Regions from separate parts of the Rattus norvegicus genome. Here region 1 is linked to region 2. A link is a contact called in public HiChIP or PLAC-seq data. All regions are on one chromosome and are shown on one strand. Each heading gives the region's core, a stretch centred on a gene start, on an enhancer-like site or on the middle of the called end of the contact. The rest is flanking DNA. Distances are from core to core; before and after follow the strand shown. Region 1 holds the start of Sil1 (SIL1 nucleotide exchange factor). Region 2 holds the start of Hspa9 (heat shock protein family A (Hsp70) member 9).

Region 1 (4,277 bases), core at 239-2,738, 550 kb after region 2:
GCCAGCTTCCCTAAAAGAGCACAAATATTAATATGCAGGTTGAACTTACTACCTGAAAGAAAGGCCAAACCTGATATGGCAGGTTCATCTTAAGCATTCAAGAGCCAAGTGCCAGCGGAAAACACTGACCAATTTCTCCCTCATAAATAGCAATCCTAATGTTACAATATGGTTTCCACTAAAATCTTATCTAATCTCTAAATGTATTTCTTATCAGAGAAACTTTTGAGTACAAAGCTAAAAAGGCCATACACACAGAGAGAGAACACATACACACAGTCTTTCACACTCTCAAAACAAATACCGCTAGTATTTGTAAACACATCAGTTTCTTCTCTTAGCAAACAGGGAGGATTCATTTTCTTCCTGCCCACCTATCGTGGGTTAATCTAATCTAATCATTCCCTCAAAGCAGTTCGAAGTTTTGAGTGGGAGAGCCAGCTGGATTTGAACAGAAACCAGGCATTATACATTTTAAAAACTGATTCCTCGTATGGGTCATGGAGATTAGATAAACAGAAGGTCTCAAGTCTTCTGGGCTGAATTGAAACTCTGTAATCTAAGAATTACACTGAAATCTCGATGCTCCTGCCTTACTCCTTCGTGCTGGGATTGCCGGCACACACTATAGTGTATACACCTAGTACGTGTGGAGCTAGGGATTGAATCCAAGGCTTCATCATTGAGCTACATCTCCAGCCTTCATCAATATATACTTAAAGGCACCTAACAGTGCAAAAGGGAGTTGTTATTTTCTCAGCTGTTGGACATTTCTGAAATCCAGTTCTTTCCAAAAGGTCATCTGAATGGTAATACTGCTATGTGAGCAGCGGGTGCCTACATAATACTTCATCCGAAGTTCCTGGAGAAGGCCTAGAGATTAAGCACAAAGTAATTTGAAATCACAATAAAGTCTATACCCTTATAACCTGTGCATCAAAATAAAGTTTTACATCTACCGGAGCAAATAAAACACGTAAAAGAGGAGGTAGACTACCAAAGGGGTAGGGCGCAATACTGTATGTCAAGAGGTACCGACCAATTACCAAAAAGTCAACCCTGGAAGTATCTTAGAGAGCAACATCTAATTCATCCCTTCTTTGGACAGATGTGGGAAAACTGAGACCGAAGGTAGAGAATAAAGAAGGAAACTCAAAACATGTGCAGGCCAAAGCCACTGCCCCCTCTTCTGGCGTCGGAGGGGTCACTGCGCCGCTAAAAGGAAAATGACAGAGCACAGCTTTTGAGCTGCCAGCCTAGGCATCTCGCCTGCGAGGCACTGTGGTGGATGTGGTGGGACCCGGGACGCTGTGGGAAGGTGCGGAGAGCGCGGGAGGGAGGAGGCCGCTAACGGCAGGAGGCCGGGCCGGTCCACTCTGCGTCCCGCTCCAGGGCCCGGGGCCCCCACCTCCCCTACCTTCGGCTTTCCACCGCAGCCTAGGGGCAGACACAATCCCCACAATTCCAGGCGGCTGCAGCGGCAACCAACTCCTCCTGCGCAAACGCCGTGCCAGTGGCTGCCTGAATCTGAAGGCGCGTGCCTATTACGTCATTCTCAATCTTGCCCAATGGTAACCTGCCAGAACAGCCTCCAGCATCTCTCATCCGACGCGGCATTGTTAGCCCCGCCTTCCTCAGCTGCTAAGCCCCGCCCCTAGCGTCTTCCTCCGCAAAAAATTGTTGAAATTTGTTCATGTCCCTCCGCTGGGAGCTGTATCTAAAAAGAGCTACCCGTGGGCCTGCTCTTGTTTCCCACCTAAAACTTCAGTTTCTTGTTTAATTTCCCAAGATTGTAACTTCTTTCTAGTGTAAGGATCTTTAGAAAGAAACCTGAGTGGGTGGGAGGTAAATATAAATCACGATGTTATGACTCAAGTTTGTGACACACATCGAATCTCAAGCAATAAATAGTCCTTTGAAAGATGGATGCAAAATAGAGCACCTGTAAGTCACTAGCTTTATATAATTGTGTTTTGCGTATGTTTTAAAAATGATCAATCATTTTAACGATAAATAGGGCCCCTGCATTTCTAATCCTGTCATACCACGACCGTGTATTTGCCAGGTGATGCACATACACAAGATTAGAATTGCTGTCGTCTTACAAATAGAACAAAGCTCAAAGAGGATGTTCTATTTTGCTTCCTATTGCTGTGAGAAAATACTTTCACAGCTCAGGCCCACCATCCTAGGGATGGTACTGCCCACTGTGGTCTGGACCTCTCTTCAGTTACCAGTCTCGAAAATGCCCACACGCATGCCCAAAGGCCAATCTGCAGACGGGCGGCGGTTCCTCTACTGAGGCTCTTCCTGGGTCAAGTTGACAACTTTGAAGCTCTGATAGGATAAAGGGCCTATACAAGGTCACAGAATGAAACCGGTAGCAGATGGATGGGACACTTCCAAAGTAATGTTGTTGTTTTTCATGATTTATTTTTATTTTTATGTTAATTGATGGTTTGTTTGCATGTACAACTGTGTGAGGGTGTCAGAACCCCTGGAACTGGAGTTACAAAAAGATGTCAGCTACCATGTGGGTGCTATGAATTGAACCCAAGTCCTCTGGAAGAACAGCCAGTGCTCTTAACCACTGAGCCATCCCTCCAGCTCCATAAAGTCATGTTTTCTTGCTACTATATCACATATACACAGCCTTATTAAACCTGACTGGTAAAATAGTTGCCAGTGGTTCCAGGCCACTTTTGAGTGGAGAAAGGGATAATCCAAGGCAGCAGTGTCCTCAAATAGCAAATATTCCCCAAGATACAACAATCTATTTATTTCTGGAATTCCTGTGCATTCTTAGTATATTAGGTTAGCTTCCAGCTTCCAATTTACCCTCTTAATTATGTTATTTCAAGCAGGTGGGAGATTGACTTCATAATCACTGGGCAAAGCCTCAGTCAGTAGCTAGGGAGGGAGTTGCTGGGTGAGTAGCACCAGTGAGAGATGATAAACATTTCTTTGGGTTCTTGACAGGAAAGAACAGAGAACAGCTTACTCTCCTGTGCCATGCTCCTATTGCCTTGTCACCGTAAAGGAGAGCTAACTGCAAACCACACGCACCAGAAAAATTCCTTCTGTCCTTTTATCAGGTACTTGTCTCAGTGATGGAAAAAAGTAAAGATACAAGGGAATACATTTATGCAGTGAGAAATTTGGCTTCTTTAAAAACCCAGTTATATTGTGGGAGTTGTTTTTGTTTTAATCCCAAGGATATGGGGCTGCCTCAGATTGTCCACAGCTGCTATGGGTTTTGTCAGCTGCTGATAGTATACGTTTGGAATTCTATGGACTCTTGAAAGGAGATAAATGCAAGAGCTCAAACAAGGCTCATCATGGCGGCAGCGGCGGCGGCGGCTGCTGCTGCTGCTGCTGCTGCTGCTGCTGCTGCTGCTGCTGCTGCTGCTGCTGCTGCTGCTGCTGCTTTCACTTACCACTTTCGCATTTGCTGCTTTTGCTATTGCTATTGCTAGACTGATGGTTGGAGATATCCTGACAACAACAAAGATTGGAGTTGCCCCTAGGAACTCAAGCCCCCTAATCAGCAGGAAATAGTCTAAAGACATCCATATACCCTTTCCCCTCTAACCTTTCTCTCCTACCTTGTGTTGGGTTGGAAGGGATGTGGGTGGAATAAGGGTGGAGAAGGGTGGTAAGATATATGAACCCAAAAAAGTAGCTCCCAAAATGCACCTACAGATCTGAGTTTGGGGCCAGCCTGGTCTACATAGTGAGTTTCAGTGACTATCATAGTAAGATCTTGTCTTTTAAAAAGGCCTTTATTTTTTAAATTATGTGTGTGTGTATCTGTGTGCCTGTGTCTGATATGTGCACATGAGTGCAGGTGCCCAACAAAAGCTAGAGTTTACAGGCAATTAATTGTGAGCTGCCCAATGTGAGCGCTAGGAACAGAACTCAGGTCCTCTAGAACAATTCACGCTCTTCACTGTTGAGACATCTCCCCAGCCCATCTTCCCCCTACCCTTTTCTGAGTGAAGCCTCTCTACATATGCTATCTGTCCCATAGCACTCTTGTGAGACAGTGGGGAAGATTTTGTTCCCATTTCCACTGAGGCAAAATCTCTGAATCCTCTAGGGATGTGGCATCCAGCTGTGGCTAGTGGACATTGCACTGGAAAGTTCCTCAGTGCAAGAACAGGAATGGTCCCAGAAAAGCTAAGTCAGATAGCCAGTATGGAGAAGCAGGTCTCTTAGGAGAATTCCAAAAAACGACCCAAGGAAGCACCTTTATTCAAAAGTGGAATCCACCTCTG
Region 2 (4,278 bases), core at 527-3,026:
AAATCAACTACAAATACAAACGAATAGTTAGCGATAAAGAGGAATAGTTCCATGTTAACAAATACACCCATCATAGCTGAGGTTCAATGTGTGTTTTTCTCAGAGAGAGTGAGGTTATACTTACGCATAATCCCTTCTTGAAACAAATCTAAAAGCCTCATGACTAAGGCCATTCCAGCCATCCTGGGGAGAAAAAATATTGCATCAGCCACCAACTACAAAGACTCTTGTTTTTTTTCCAATTATTCTGAAAAAACTCATGCAACTTTTAGTCCTTAGTATGTAAAATACATAGATTACAGATCACATATCTACAAGTTTTCCAGACTTGTCTGGTAAAATTAAGCGTACATAAAATTGTCTTGAATTGCCACCACTAAAGAAAAAAAAAATTACATTGCAATGGATGTACAACTTTGACATTATTTATCTTGTACCAGTATCTGCTGTGACAAACTGTGATGCTTAGAAGCAACTCTGGCCTTTACCAACAAGCCCCCCATAAATTGTCACTCAATTTAGGACAACCTGGAAGTGGGCAGAAGTGCCTTGCTCGAACACAAACTCCCGTGAGGGGAGGGGGGAGGGGGAGGGGGGAGGGAGGGAGAGAGACACTGAGACTGTGTGCGAGAACCACTTTTGCTGAACACCTGATTAAGGAGACACCAAAAATTTCAAAATTCAGTTGACTGGCCTAATGGCAAATGCCTTTATTCCTAAAACCTCAAAGCCAGAGACAGGCCTGGTCTAGAACAGCTAGGGCTACACAGTGAGACCCTGTCTCAAAATAAACTCACAACCCTGTACACCTCACTTCAATAACGTGTGCACTGCAAGTAGAGATTTAAAGTTCTCAGATACATTTCCACTGGCCTGGTCAAACAATTATTTTGGAGAGTTTCAGGTCTCAATCTCCAAAGACGTACTTTTTCTTATTTCAGATCAAAATCTTTTTTCTACTTGTTATTATAAATCACAAGTAAATCGAAGGAAAAAAACCTCTCTATCTTTGGAGCTGGGTGTGCTCGCCTTCAATCTCAGCCCTCGTGGGGAAGAGACAGGCGCGGGGATGTGGGGGTGTCTCTGTGAAGCCCACAAAGTTAATTCCCGGGCAGACAGGTCTACAAAGAAACCCTTTCTCAAAAATATAAAGTGAAAAGTCAAAGAATGGAGTTGGAATGTTGGAATTTAATTTTCAGTTCCTAATGTGGATACCCCCCACTTCTTCACAGCAGCGACATTCTTGAATATTTACAGCAGAGAAACTGTCCATCAACCCTCAACAGTCTAGCGTACATAGTTCTGCGTTTCCAGTAAACTATACCTACTGTCTAAGACCAAGCACATCCAATGTGCTACAGGTTAGAGGGCCACTACGTCGTGAATTATTGGGGTAAAGACTTCAGAACGCCAAGGATTGTGACTCAGCATAGCTCGAGGCTAAAGCCCTCAAAGAAGGCCAACAAAGACTATCGAAGGTCCGTTACCTTCCTACGCTCCGGATTTCTCCTAGAGTCTGACCCCGAAGGGCAAGGCCTGCCTTACTCGAGTCGGGGCCTGGAGCCCCTACCGGAAGGCATGGCAGCTCCTCACCTGGTGACGGGCGGCGGCGGGACTCCGGGACGCTGTGGTGCCCACGAGACGCGCGGCCGCGGCTCTGCTGGCGCTTATCATGGCGGCTGGACAGAGGGCTACGAGGGCAAGAACAAACACCCCACAGACCCGGAGCTGCGTGCACGGCGGTGGCTACGCTTCTGGAACCCTCCAACCACGTGGGGTGGGGGGGCGGGGGCTGGCCGCTGCAGCAATGAAGCCCGCTGTTCTGCTGAGGCACCTAGCGTAGTGCCTGACCAGAAACTTCCTGTTTGCTGCTCCCGGAATCGGCGCACGCCGCGAGCACGCTCCTCAGAATGATCGTTGAAAATTTCCGTTCTTTCATCACGGCTTCTGGGGCTGTGGGAACAGTGAGAAGGGAGCGGGAGAAGAGAGACGTACAGGCATTACTTCAGACAGCCCCGGTCCTTGAGGCAGGAAAGACTCAAGGTCACACGGGATAAATTACGAACCGATTACAGTCTCCTTGCGTCAGTTGCGCAGAAGGAGGGGCCTCCTGCGCCTGCGTCGTCGGCTCCGGATGAAGCCCTGTAGCGCATGTGTAAGGGGCGTGGAGGAAACGGGTTAGGACTTAACTGTAGCGTTTATTGGATACTCCAGTGCACGCGAATTTACTGGAGAGTACCGGGGGCGCGAGCTCGCGCGCTCACTGGTAGGCGCGTGGGAGTTTTTCCCGAGGCCGCTACTTGCAGCGGGCGCCATCTTGTCCTCAGGCGTTGATAAGGGGACCTTTGTTCTCACCGTTTATTCATAGCTTCAAGTATGCACACCTGTATATGCGCGGTCTTATGGGATCTGATGTCCTCTTCTGGTATGTCTGAAGACAGCTACAGTGTACTCACATGCACAAAATAAATAAATCTTAAAAAAAAAAAAGACTGTCTTGAGAAGGATGAGGGCTCTTACGTGAGCTCTTAAGGTTTGCTGGGCCAGAGGCGACTCTTTTTCAAACCTTGCACTTGCCAGGTGTTAGTTATACTGTGACTTTTTTTTTTTTTTTTAAGACAAGGTTTCAGACGGGGTGTAAATGGCTGGGCATGGGGAGAGTCTCTCTATATGGCCCTGGCTGTCACAGAACTAGCTATATAGACCGGGCTGGCCTTGATCCCCCGCCAGTCTATCCCCGGAGTGCTGGAATTAAAGGCTGCACCACCCCACCCAACCCCAGTGTTTTACTAGCCTTAGCTATGTGGTGGTTTTGTAGCTTTTGTTGTCCTCAAACTCAAGGCTGACCCTTTCGAATGCCTGGATTACAGATGTGAGGTGTGTCTGTCCAGAGACTTTCAGGGACAAAACCTGAACAAATGTTGTGTCAAGTTTTTCTCGATGGTGGTAAAAACAGTTCAGTGATTCAAAGACAGTGAAATAGAACTTGGTTTTGGAGGTAAGCAGTTTGATATAAATAGAAAATAGTTGGGTAGGAAGTGGTTGTACAGTTCTGTGATTCCAGCGGCCATCTTTGATTTCATCACTCGTTCCAGGCCAATGGGCTACATGAGACTATCTCAAAGAAAAAGAAGTGAAAGTAGTCATCACTGTAACAAGTAATGAAGAAAGTGGTGAAATTAGGAGATAAAATACAGTTTACATTATGAAAAGAAGGGAAGGAAAGATAGCTGGGAATGGTGCTGTAAGCCTCCAGCACTTGGGAGGAAGTAGAATCAGAAATACAAGGTCACCTTTGGTGATATAATTAGTTGGAAAGCAGCTTGATGACACTAAGAGACGGTGAACCTGTTTCAAAAAGGGTTAATAAAATTAAGTTAGGACAGACATTACAATTACATACATTTTTAAAAATGTCCTTGTGTGGGGTTGGGGATTTAGCTCAGTGGTAGAGCTAAAGGCCCTGGGTTCGGTTCCCAGCTCCGAAAAAAAAAAATGTCCTCGTGTGATAAATGCTTGTGTTCTATCAGACATGTGGAGGGTCTGATTTTAACATAGCTACATAGTAAGACTGTCTCAAAAAGTAAAAGGACTAGAATTGTATCTGAGTTGTTAAGTGTGCTAGCCTAGAAGGTACTAGGCCATGAGTCCATACTCATCATCCCTTAAATCAGGTTTAGTGGCACAAACTTCATCCCAGCTTTCAGGAGGAACATTTTAAGTTCTAGACCAGCCTGGGCTATATTACCAGTAACAGGCTACATAGGAGTCTCAAATCAAAAAGGAACCTCTCGCCTCTCTTCATCAAATTACACTTGTCATTATATCCTTACTGATCTAGCACTTGAAGAAATTACCTAAGAAACTACATTGCCAAGGCCAAAGTTAGATTGTTGACCCCCTGAAAACAGTTATTCTGCCACAGTTTCTTGAAGAAAGAACATCAAGAGGAATGACAGATACTAAACACTAAAACAAAAGTTGAAACCGTTGCACCTTACATTGACTATAACAAGAAGTAAGGAAGGCAGGTGAAGATAATTGAAGCCAGTGTATTCATGTAAACTGGTGTGCCATTTGTCTCTGAGACTGAAGTAGGAGTTCAAGGACAGCCTGGGCTACACAGCAAGATCTTATTTTAAAAAGATTAAGTTGGCCTAGCATAGCCAAAAGCTTGAGGCCAGCCATGACTATATAGTGAGTTCCAGAATGAATGGGTCTCTAAGATAGCAAGACTTTGTCTAAAAGTCCTGAAGCAACAACAACAACAAAGGTAAG

What was found. HiChIP or PLAC-seq counts read pairs in DNA pulled down with a chosen protein or histone mark.
Region 1: an H3K27ac HiChIP or PLAC-seq map of oligodendrocytes shows a contact between it and region 2, with 14 times the contacts expected there. The contact joins the promoter of Sil1 here to the promoter of Hspa9 in region 2. A contact is called at or near these places in 1 of 12 Hi-C or Micro-C datasets (the A7r5 cell line) and 1 of 1 datasets of contacts at active chromatin or transcription factors (oligodendrocytes).

What each region holds. Positions count from the first base shown.
Region 1 is chr18:27,376,910-27,381,186 of GRCr8, forward strand. Sil1 (SIL1 nucleotide exchange factor) reads right to left here and starts at 1,489. Exons shown (of 10, transcript NM_199376.1): 1 at 1,418-1,489. It overlaps LOC102550858 (a long non-coding RNA gene), which reads left to right and starts at 1,579. Exons shown (of 3, transcript XR_596947.3): 1 at 1,579-1,944; 2 at 2,980-3,095.
Region 2 is chr18:26,826,622-26,830,899 of GRCr8, forward strand. It overlaps Hspa9 (heat shock protein family A (Hsp70) member 9), which reads right to left and starts at 1,777. Exons shown (of 17, transcript NM_001100658.2): 1 at 1,594-1,777; 2 at 125-183. The coding sequence starts at 1,674.